Linked DNA regions of Oryctolagus cuniculus: region 1 is linked to region 2. Evidence: chromatin contacts called from public Micro-C data. All regions are on one chromosome and are shown on one strand. Each heading gives the region's core, a stretch centred on a gene start, on an enhancer-like site or on the middle of the called end of the contact. The rest is flanking DNA. Distances are from core to core; before and after follow the strand shown. Region 1 holds the start of HECTD2 (HECT domain E3 ubiquitin protein ligase 2). Region 2 holds the start of PPP1R3C (protein phosphatase 1 regulatory subunit 3C).

Evidence for each region. Hi-C and Micro-C count contacts between places; a contact is called where the count stands out from the background.
Region 1: a contact with region 2 is called in a Micro-C map of ear pinna, with 4 times the contacts expected there. The contact joins the promoter of HECTD2 here to the promoter of PPP1R3C in region 2. A contact is called at or near these places in 2 of 6 Hi-C or Micro-C datasets (ear pinna and an unstated tissue).

What each region holds. Positions count from the first base shown.
Region 1 is chr15:39,013,779-39,020,012 of mOryCun1.1, reverse strand. It overlaps HECTD2 (HECT domain E3 ubiquitin protein ligase 2), which reads left to right and starts at 2,938. Exons shown (of 21, transcript XM_051823369.2): 1 at 2,938-3,221. The coding sequence starts at 3,084.
Region 2 is chr15:38,803,728-38,809,575 of mOryCun1.1, reverse strand. PPP1R3C (protein phosphatase 1 regulatory subunit 3C) reads right to left here and starts at 1,428. Exons shown (of 2, transcript XM_002718505.5): 1 at 775-1,428. The coding sequence starts at 1,154.

The DNA.
Region 1 (6,234 bases), core at 1,689-4,188, 210 kb before region 2:
TTTTGGTCATGACTACACATTTCTTAAATGGAGGTTATTTTTCTAAATGGAAGTCTTTAAAAACCATAATCCTTGCACCCAAGGAAGAGTTCTAACAATGTTCTCAACAATGTCAATGTGGCTAAAATAAGTAATTTCCACCAAGTTTACCACTTTAGGACAACTCATTTACAATGTGAAAAAGAAGTGTTCTTCAAAAAATAAGCTGCACTATTTCATAGCTGTGCCTCCACAATTATGGCATTAGTTATCAACCATTCTGCACTGACCTGTCAGAACCTAGTTTGCTATTGTTCACTGCATTAATATTCCTGTAATTAGACAGAAGTTATCTATAATTTAGAACTTCCATCACCCTGTAATTTAGTCTTACCTATTCTTCCCTGGAAATAACAATAACAATAACCCCCACTCCCACTCGCAAAATCTTACTCCTCAGAGGAATAACTAATGAGCCCAGGTTTTCCACTGATACTTAGGAAAGCACAATTTTTCTCCTGCCCCACTCCTTTCCTTCATTAGAGCTGGTACTTGGACGTGATCACTGCTGCATTTCCCACGGACACTTGGCACAGCTGAAAAGCCTCTTTTCCACACCTTTGTGCAGTATGGCCAGAGCTAGCTGTAACGCCTGCTTCAAAACACCCTCTTCTCCCACCTGGGCCCCCAGAAGCACTCGGTAACAGTGGGAACCCATTTCTCAAGCTCACAAGCTCCCCCAGAGTCGTTTGTTTTCTAGCAGCCTCCACTCCACCCTCTGACCCCCATCCCGGAGTGCCTCTGAAGGAGAAAGGGGTGATGAATTGAGAGCAGTGTCATTAACAGGAAGTACAAGCTTACATCAACGAATTACTTATTATTTGTGCTATAGAACCAACAGGTCAATCAATCAGCAGACTTGTTTAGAAATGGGTTATTATCTACTCTGGTGCAGTAGCAGAAATTAAAATTTCTGACTTGCCTTGTTTTGCCAATATTTAAGCATTCTGTTCTGCTGAATATGACTACATGTACAGACACACTTTTATTTAGTCTGACACATGCAAAAAGAAAGCATAAGGCATGTGATCCAAGTGGTTTCTGATCCAAGCATTTTTATAGAAATCACTAAATCTAGTCAAAAACAATAGAGAAAGGGGTACTTTCCCTTCTAGTACTTGTTCTATCAATCTAGACTCGGCAGTACAGAATCATTGCTGTTAAAATAAAGGCTTCATTTTATAAAGTAACATTTGATTGTTGCTGTATTAAGGACATCAGCATGCTGACCCGCTACGAGTAGAAAATAATGGGATGTTCCTTTCCTTGGGATGAGTATTTCAGAAGTTTAAGTAGGAAAGAAAATCCTGAAAAAGAATTTAAGAGACATAGAAAAGAGGAAGATGCTTCTAAGTAGTGCCTGGAGACATCACCCCGCTCCGAGGCTAATTAGCACTGAAATATTTTCTGCTGGAGTATGTGACACTTACTTCATACCTTTTGTGAATTAATAAGTAAACAGGTGGTGGCAGCAACTATATTAAAACTAGGAAGACTTTCTATAAATGAAAGTGAGAGTTTATCACCCAGAAGGCAATTTCAAATATCAATTACTGTATTCGTTACATTGCATGTTTCAGATCGGTTTGTTACAGATTCAGGATTTGAAAAAAAAAATGCAACTTCACCTCAATATGAACCGTCATTAGTATTTAGTTCCACTAACGACACCGCATTATATAAAACAATAGGTAACCCCAAAATCGCCTTTGGTTTTGTTTCATATTTAATTGTGTCACTTATATTCGAATCTGGTGTCCCCTGATCCGAAAATCCAGCTCGAATAAAATAATGAAGCCACAATCTAAAAATCTGAAGGCCCGCTTGTCGAGAGACTCCCTGTTCTAAAGGCAACACAACGCCTTCTCACTCTCTCCCTTCTCTGAGATCAGCAGGTGTCTCTGCCGCTCCAGCAGACAGAGAAAAGGAAAAGCAGGGGGCGAGGAGAAAGGAAAGGAAATTGTCTACGTGTGCTGGGGGTGGGGGTGGGGGTGGGGGCATTTTAAGAGCTCGGTGAAAGGCTCCCTCCCGTCTTCAGATTTAAGGTTCTTGCCCACATTTTTACAATGATTTGCTATGACGGATTATGCAGCTGAGTTTGGGCATGTCCATCTGTAACTTATAAACGGAACGGAAAAAGGAAGGGATAGGCGGCAGCAAAGGGATGCGAGCGGGGAGCGAGCGAAGTGTAGGCGAGCGGGGACGGGAAGGGAGAGGCGGATTTTGGCAGTCAAAAGGGGGACGAGAGGCCCAGAAATGGAAAATGTGGCCTGGCCGCCCAGCCCTAACGGGGAGGGCGGCCCACAACGGGTCCCTCCTCAGCCGTCAGAGCGTGTGCAAGGGGTCGCGCACTAAGCGTGGAAAGACTGTTCCCTCGGGAGGCACAGGCTCGAGGACGAGCAGGGCTAGGAGCCGCAAGCAGCGGGCCCAGGGCAGATGGCTTTGGGGACGCTGGGGGGACGGGGTGGGGGGCGCAAGCGGACCAGCGCCCACTGGTCCAGGCACCTCAGGCCAGGGCAAACCTCGCAGGGTAGGCTGCGCCCCGCCCCGGGTGCAGCTCGGGCGCTCAGCCCGACCCTGAGTGCGCGCCTAAGCGCGGGGTAACCGGCTCGTCATCTCGGACGACAGCCGGCAAACAACATGGCTGCTAGGCGTCCACCGCGGGGCCTCCCCTCCGGGCTCTGGGGTCGACGACAGTGACTATGGCGGGCGTCCCTGCCCCCCGACGGAGGAGCCCCGGGCCAGGCGGGGGAGGCTGACGCTAGAAACAGGCGGGAGCGACGCGGGGGTGGACCGAGTCCGCGAGCCTGGCGCGTGCGGGGGCGGCGGGAGGGCCGGGCCGGGCGCGCGGCCTCAGACTCGCCCGCGCGTCAGCGCGAGCGCGGGTGGGGGCGGAGCGGCGGCGGCGGCGGCGGCGGTTGCCAGCGGCGGCCCAGAGCCCTCTCGCGGCCGCGGCGGCAGCAGCGCCAGCCTCAGCCCCAGCCCGGCCGCTGCCGCTGCCGCCGCCGCCGCTGCCGCTTCACGCTCCTGCTGCCCGGCCCGACATGAGTGAAACGGGTCGGGTGCCGTCGCCCGCCGCTCAGCCGGCAGTGGCGGCGGCCGCGCCGGAGGAAAAAAAAGGAAAAGAACCGGAGCGCGAGAAGCTGCCGCCCATCGTGTCCGCCGGGGCTGGCGCGGCTGCGGTAGGTGCTGGGCGGGGGCCGAGGGGCGCCCCGACGGCGGGCGTCGGGAGGCTGGGCGGCTCGGCCGGGGGAGCCCAGAGGCCCGCGTCGCCTCCCGGGACTCTGGGCGGCCGGGGGAGATGCGCCGGGGCCGCCGTGCCTTGGGCTGAGATAGAAGAGTTGTGCCTCGTGGACAGCCCCGAACCCGTGGCGAGCTGCGCCTTCCGCGCTCGGGGAAGGCTGGGGGTGGCCCGTTCCGCTCGATGCTTTGTGCTGTTTTCCAAGGAGGGTCGGGTGGACCCCCAGTCCCTGGCCGGGGCTGACCTGCCTCTTGGAGTCGGGTGGTCTGTTGGCCGAACGCGGGGGTCGGGCGGGCGGGAACGGGTTCTCCGCGGAGGAGATCGTCTCGGAGGCGCGGAGAGTCCTCCCTTCGCTGCGCCCCCTTTCCCCCTTGGGCTAGAACGGGCGCCGCAGCGAGTTTCCACTTAATTGTGACCTTTCCGTTGCTGTCAGGGGAGTGGGAGGTGGATGCTTCGGAGATGATTTTATTTCTCCTGTGGTGCAGACATGTGACTTAATGGGTGGGGGGGGAAGCTTTTTTGAACCTTTTTAAATTTAAACTCAAGTTATCTGAGCTTGACAGGGATGCCTTCCCTGCTGGATTTCCGAAATGGTTACTTGGAGAGCGTCTCGGGCTCCAAACTCCCTTTATTGCCAGATGATGTCATGGGACAGCTCCCCCCCCCCCCCCATTTTTCCTGGTGATTGTGACTGATTGCTTTGAAGCACAATTTAAAAAAATTCTCTGATTTTGAGAGTTTTATTTGACATAATATTTAATACTTTCTGAAACTTTGCTTTGATGTATTTAAAGATCATGTCTTGTCATGCAGCAATGCGTGACAAAATAGTAAAAGTTTAGTGATTATGCATTTTCTTTATTCCTACTTGGAATTCATTTCTTAAAACCTCCCTCTTAAATGACTAAGAGGTTACCGAAATAGCACACTCTTCCTTAAAGTATTAGTTTTGGAATAATGTTTGGATTCAGTAGATTTTTCCAAAAATGCTAAGAGCTATGATAATTGGAAATTGTTAAAACAAGCCCTTTAGGTTAAATCAGTGTAGCAAATTGTGGACAGCAATGACTCCCGTTTAAAAGTATATAGCTGTAGTTGATGGGTAAATTGGAGCTGTGGTTAGTGATTACCTTAGGAAATGCTTGGAAGGAACTGGTCACCCAACGACTTGTAGATTTAGTTCCTGCTGCTGGTAGCCTAGCTGCTCAGAGCTTATACTGATGAGTTACGGAGTTCAAGATTTTTTTTTTTTTTTTAAAGATACAGGATGGAATAGAAGGGGGTGAGGATGAATAGAAAAACTTGAGATCCTGAAGGCAATTTCTGGTCCCTTTAAGGTGTCAGTACTGTTGTTTTTAATGACTTCTAAAAATATATCACTTATGACAAAACTTATGGCAAAATATCTGTGTTTTTGTCAGTGAAAAACTAAAATCAAGACAGTGTGTGCTTGGTCCCCTCAAAGGGCAAGAAAGCCAGGAGAGCTAGCCAATAGGGAGGGTCTGGGCATTGACAGGAAGGCGCGCAAAGAGCTGATGGCCTGTTTCATTGTTTTCCAGCCACCTGTTGGATTAACTAGCACCTGAAGGTTTGCTTAGTAACCTAATTGCCATCAATAACTTTTTCTTTGAGACATTTTAATGATTCTTCCTTTTTTGTCCCAAGTTAAGAGCTCTTTCTGCCTGTCTAATCTGAGTGTATGACTCATTTCAAGTGGCCTCATAACAGTGACTTACAAAAAAATCATCGTAACACATTTCTGAGAGTGTTGAAACAATTCAGACAGCTCTGGATTAAATAGGTGGCCAGACTGTGATGACCCTCTTTCAAGTGAAAGGGTCTGGACTATATCCTAGAGGTTAAAGAAAGATACAGGGGGAGGAGCAAGAGCGCTAGAAAGAGCACTCCAAAGTGATATAAAATCACTCAAGTATGAAGGAAGTCCTTTCTAGACAGGAGGTGTGTAACACAATGAAATCAAACCTGACTGACCCCTGACTAACTTTGGTTGCATGCTGAAGCTCTTATTTCTGTATCTAAGTATAGAGTACAGTTTCGACCTTTGATGCACAGTAGAATTGTCTGGAGAACTTCTAAAGACATGGTTCTATAGCTTCAGATGCAGGTCAGTTAAATGAAGCTTGGGCTGGTTGTTTTGTTTGTTTTTGTTTTTTTGTTTTGGTTTGGTTTGGTTTTAGTTCCCTGGGTATAGCTAAGATTGAAAATTAACAGTCTGTGTACTGAATTAGAAGCTCCCATGGGGAAGGCTCAGGAATCTTTTTAACTACATTGGCTCAAATCTAGTTTGCAGAGCAACATTTGAAGTGGACTTGTGAAAGGTATGGATTAAGTGCATGAGGCAGAAACCAGTTGTGGTGGGGGAATTGAAAGAAACAGCAGTTAAAGTGGTTCTAGTTGGAGACTGAAAATAGAGCCCTCAGACGGCTTCTCAGTGTTGGGGGGTTCGCCATGCTGCTGTGGAGAGGGGACACAAATCCACAGAAGAGAAGAGATTTGGAAGTAGTGCATGGGCGTGAAGGGCTGACATTGTGAATATTAAATATTACTGAGGGGAACATTATAAATTAGCTGCTGATGTTAGAAACCAGTGGTGATGGAGGAGGAGAAAATAATGCTCAGAGGGGCAGAAATAGCAGTGGCAAGTGAGGATGAGTTTGACAGGCTGCATCAACATTTAATCTGATGACCAGGAAAAGGAAGGTTCTCCAGGGGACAGTACCCAGGAATGAAGTGGACTCAAGAAAGCTAGATTTTACTTAGATCAGTGAGGTGAAAGGAAGCAGTAGCAGAAATCTTAGGATTTTGTAGGGAAGTTTGCCCAAAGGGCAGGTCAGCCAGTTTGTCAAGTGTCAGTAGGTGAAGGTGAGGGGCAGAGGGCTAGCTTAAGGTAGCTGGAGGGGATGTGATGGGAAGTCTCTAGAGAATGAGAGGTT
Region 2 (5,848 bases), core at 179-2,678:
AGCACCAAGCAAGCGCTCATTCTCACAAAATGAATAATAAGGAGCACTCGCAGAACTCACTTTATCAGCGCTGGGATTTTTCTGGGTGACCTGCAGACTTAAACAAATGAAAGCTAAAGCTATCACTCTGGGTCTAATAATAATGAACAGGCTAGATTTTTAGAGAAGGCTTCTGCTAAGTTATGTCTGGGCAAGCTATTAAAAGTAGTTTATGGGAGCCTGGGTTTGTTTGTTGTCTTTTGCATTTATGGAAAGACAGTTTTAGTACTGGGCTATTTCCTTGGAATTTTCAGTCCTGGCCAAGAGTTAAAAATAATAGTTTGCTCCAACTCTGAGACCGAGTTTGCTATGGCGAACCGTGATAAGATTGTGAAAGCGTCCAGTAGTTTTGCACCAAACTAAACTATCTAACCAACAAGATGAGAGGTCTGTTCCCCCAAGCCCGGCTGCCCGCGTCCGAGGAACAGACTTGCAGGACCAAAAGAGAAGTCTTATCAGTGAGGCAGATGGAACTATAGCTGACTCAGGTTTAAACAGTTTCTGGTTAAGGATGCTGATTGCCAACATACGTTCTGCTTAAGACACACACTGCAAATTTCCGTACCTCCCAGGCCCCCTGAGTGCCGGATTCAATCTAGCAATCTGTCAACTTGCCCTCCTCTGGGGTCTCTATCTGCAGAAACGACAGAACGAAAACGCCCCCACCCCATTCCAGTCTGCATGCATCTGCACGTTTCGCCTGACTCGGGGGTTGCAGAGTCGCAGCCAACATACCTGGTGCAGCTCATGAGGCAGAGAGGCGGGGCTGACCGCGAAAGCCTGCACCCCGCTGCCTGCGCACTTTCGCCCTGCAGCTCCCAGCAGTGCCCCCTCGCAGGTCGCTCCCGCAGATTGCGGGTCAGGCGCCAGAGAGACAGCTTATCTGCTCGGAACCACGTGAACGGATCCCTTGGACCAATCGCCGGGCCGCGGGCCCGCTGGCGTGACCAACCAGCGCCCAGCTGCAGCTCGAGCCCTCTCCCCAAGGACGCGATAGCTGCGGGGCTGAATGTGCCCAGCGCCAGCTGGGAGCCCCGGGATTTGGGGACTCCTAGGCCAGCTGGACTGAGCGGCGTAACGCGAACCCTGGGCGAGGGGGTGTGCAGGCAAGTCATGCAAGGAGCCGGGAGGCGGCGCCCAGCTCACCAGCCAGCGCCTCGGGAATCCGTCTGCGGGTGTGTGCACGGCTGAATCTGAGCACAGCAAGTTGTGGCTGGCTCCCGACGTCTTCAACGTTTGCATTGTTCGTTGCTTGGTGTGCTAGCGCACCTTAGCCTCCGCGGGGAGAAGTTTGGCTGAGTGTGTGTGTGTGTGTGTGTGTTTCGCTTAGGGTGAATCCACGAATGCATCATAGTGGGTGCCAGGAACCACCCTCTCAACACGCAGATCCTATAAAACGATAAGACAGCATTTAATTAAAAGGCAATTTGTAAGTTGATCTATTCTTCAGTTTTCTCCCTGGGAGAAAAAACTATAGACAGAAATGAAATGGCCTTTTTCACTCACATGGCCAGCCAAAGCCAGTGGTGAACCCAACTCCCTGGACTGGGTTCTGACGTCCTTTAGCAGTGCTAAAATGTCACGCGAACATTCACGGCCCTCCCAGCACCAGTGCCTTTCTCTGGGCTTTCCTTATTTTGTGCTGGTTGGGGGCGGTTTTTGACCATTCGTCCCAACCTTGAAATTAAGTTTCTAAGTATAAACTGTCTTTATAAAACTTGTATCTAAGTTCTGCTCTACTTAAATATCCAGCAGTCAAAATGTACAAAAAAGATCACGCTGTCTTTTAAAGAACAGTCAGCAGTGGAACGGTTAAAGTGGAGTTACTAAAATGTGGAAGAAGAAATTGGGAAAGATGCTTCAGGTTTGGGCTTCATTTTTTAAATGTAACAACCAGTGAGGGGCAGGGATTCGAGCCTTTTAGCTCAGTCAAAACCAGCTGACAGGGCCCGGGCTTTGGGTGTGGCATTTCCTAGCTCCGTGGATCTGGTCACCGTGGTCTCGGTTTCCTCCGGTGGGAGACAGGGGCAGCAGAATGGTTCTGGACTGTGGGCCAGACCCTGCTCTGTCTACAGATGTCTCACAACAACCCCAGGTAGTGTGTCTCACTCCACTTTAGAGAAAAGAAGACTGAGGCACTGAGGAGGCACGAGACCTACCCAGGACCTCACAGGTGGAGCTGGCTGATGCCAGAGCGAGCCCCACTGCACCAGAATCTCTTCCACTAATTACCCTGGCCGGAAAAACCGTGCAGGGGGAAGGTGCCATAGGTCACATGGGTGGTAACGTTGTTATCAACCTATTTCACAGAGGAGGAACCTAAAACCTAGAGACGCTAAGCTGTTTGCCAGGGGTTGGTTAGGCCGGAGCCCAAACTGGAAGCCTGGGTAGTCCTTTCCTCTGCCCAAAATCATATCTTGAGCTAAAAGGTGAATGTTACCAGCTAATGTTATGGGGAAATGTAAAATTGTAAGAATTTTTTGTGATCTCATTTTGGGAGAGAGATGTGCATGCAGAGTAAATAAAATATGCTTCACTAAAATGTTATCCGTACTTTTATTGAGGTGGTGAACTTATGAGTAACTAAAAATGTCTTTGATGTTTAGCTTCTCTGTATTTTTAAAAATTCCTACAGTGAACATGGATGACTTCTCTAAGAAGTAATTTTTAAATGATTTTAAAATGTGCAACAAGTATAGTTCAACATGTATAGCCCTCCTGCCAGGCACAAGGACTGTGCTGGAAGCTCTCACATACCTCAGCCATTATTCACAACATCCTTTTGTACTTGTTTCCTTTCACTCCACTTTCTCTCCTGCCCCCTGGTGTTGATTAACGCCACAAAAGTCACTCTGTTTCAACTCCTTCAAACAGAAGATTGAGAGAAACAGCGCTCTCTGAAGAGGAGTCAGCTTCAATAAACCTGCGTGGTCAAAGACCCAGGTTGTCCACTTATGCCTCCTTCCTGGCTTTCATAGTATAAGAGGAACTGGGATGGAATCAATGTTCTTAGCTAGGGATGGCAGCAATGAAGGCCAAGTAAACTAAGACTCATGGGGAGCTTTATTATAATTCACGGGCTTTCTCCAATTACGGATTGGCAAAATCCAAGCATTGCTTTGTTCTTTGCATCTTAACAATAAACACATCAACAGGAAATTAGTGACCTGTGCAGTACTTCCAGCACCATGCCAGGGGTTGCAAGGACTCACAAGCCATAGCCCTTTGTCCTCAAGGGTATTACAGTCTTTACTGCAGAAATCCAAACTCACAAAATACTCAGAAAACATTTTAAGTGTCGAAGAGATTTCACAAATAAGACCAGTGTAAGCAAATAATGAAGGATAGAATTAAAAGGGAGAAAATGATCCTGCGGGGGAAGCAGGATACACAGCAGACTCACAGAATGGCAAACGCCCAAAACAGCACTCCTGCCTCAGAATCAACACTTGGGACATTCAGATCTGACTAAAAGGTCCATGAGAGTCTCACAGGCATGGAAAGCCATGACACGGTGGCAAAAAAAAAACAATCTAAATGAAAGATCCTGGTGAATAAGACCCCAGCAGAAGGAACAGGCCATCAAGGAAAGAGGCGCCTTTCTCTGAAGGGAGGAAGGAACCTCCACTGTGATACGGCCTTGACTAAACAAGTTCAGAGTTGGTGAACTCAAGGGGCTTCCATAGCCTAGACAGCTCATAGCAAGAGTCTCGGGTGATTGCTGACATCATAAATAAGAGTGCCAATTGTTAAATCAACAACGGGAGTCACTGAGTACATGCTCCCCACGTAGGATCTCTGTCCTTAATGTGTTTAACTATGAAACTTAAAAACAACACTACTAGTCGAACAATACCCTATACCTGGTTCGGTTGTGTGAGTGCAGCCTGTTGAAATCCCTGCTTAGTATATACTAAGTTGATCCTCAGTATATGAAGGTAATTGAAAATGAAACGTGATGAAGGGCGGGATGGGAGAGGGAGTGGGAGAGGGGAGGGCCACGGGAGAGAGGGAGGTTGGGGTGGGGGAAGCCACAACAATACAAAAGTTGCATTTTATGTTGTACTTAAAACTATTGGTTGAACTCTGTAATTAATACACAATTACTCTTTGGTGTTTAATTAATGCTATAACTAGTACTCAAATAGTATTTTACACTTTGTGTTTCAGTGTGGGTGCAAAATGCGGAAATCTTTACTTTATATATGCGAAATTGATCTTCTGTAAAAAAAAAAAAAAGAAAATGAATCTTGATGTGAATGGAAGGGGAGAGGGAGCGGGAAAGGTGAGGCTTGCAGGTGGGAGGGAAGTTATGGAGGGGGAAGCCATTGTAATCCATAAGCTGTACTTTGGAAATTTATATTCATTAAATAAAAGTTTTATGACTTATTACACATTCCAGTTGAATAAGCACAGTTTTAGAGCTCACCAATTCTAGTTTTGCCCCAAATATAGTTTAGAGTCAGCCTAAAATTTTGTTTGGTTGAAATGGGACAATAAATCCCAGTATGCTCTCTATTCTTCATACTTAATCATCAAACTGTATAGATATCTGTTAGTGACAAAATCACAGCTTCTGTACAAATTGCTCCTGTGGTTCCCTGCCTAAATTCACAATAGAAGGAAATGGTTAATCTAATTTAAGCCGAGTGAAAATAAAGGTGGGAGCTCCCCCACCCCAAAAAAAAAAAAAAAAAAAAGAATACATTCTTGGGTGGACATAAGTTTTCAACTCCTTTGCCTAAAACTCAAGATATGAAATTGAAGGATTGTATGTTCACTTTTGCGATAAATCATCAAAATATCTTCTAAAAAAAAAGAAAAAAAAAGAACCTACTAAGGGGCTGGCACTGTGGCTTAGTGGGCAAGGCTGCCATATGGGTACCGGTTCAAGTCCCAGCTGCTCCACTTCCAATCCAGCTCTCTGTTATGGCCTGGGAAAGCAGTAGAAGATGGTCCAAGTGCTTGGGCCCCTGCACCCATGTGGGGGACCCAGAAGAAGCTCCTGGCTCCTGCAGCCAACTGGGGAGTGAACCAGTGGATGGAAGACCTCTCTGTCTCTGTCTCTCCCTCTCTCTTTCTCTCTCGCTCCCCCCGCCTCTGCCTCTCTATAGCTCTGCCTTTCAAATAAATAAATAAATCTTTATTTAAAAAAAAACATACTAAGGGCAAAACTGGATGTACATATGTATAAGAGTGAAATTAGATGCGTATCTTTCACCATATACGAAAATCAACTCAAGATGGATCAAACACCTAAATTTAAGACCGGAGACTATGAAGTTCCTGGAAGAAAATGTAGAGGAAACACTCCAAGACATTGGTGTAGAGGATGACTATTTGGATAAGACCCCCAAAGCCCACACAACAAAAGCAAAACTAAATGAATGGGTCTACATCAAACTCAGAAGCTTTTGCATAGCAAAGGAAAAGACCAGTAGAGTTGAGAAGACATCCAACAGACTGGGAAAAAATATTTGCAAACTACCTGACAAAGGATTATATCCCAAATACATCAGCAACTTAACAACAAAAGAACAACCAATCCAATTGAGAAATAGGCAAAGGACTTCAAAAGACAGTTCTCAAAAGAAGAAATACAAATGGCCAACAAATATATGAAAAAAATGCTCACATCACTAGCCATCAGGGAAATGCAAATCAAAACCACAATGAGACATCACCTCACCCCTGTCAGAATGGTTAAAATCCAAAACACAGAGAATAAAAAATGCTGGTGAGGATGTGGACATAGGGGAACACTTATACACTATTGGAGGGAATGTAAATTAGTGCAGCCACTGTGGAA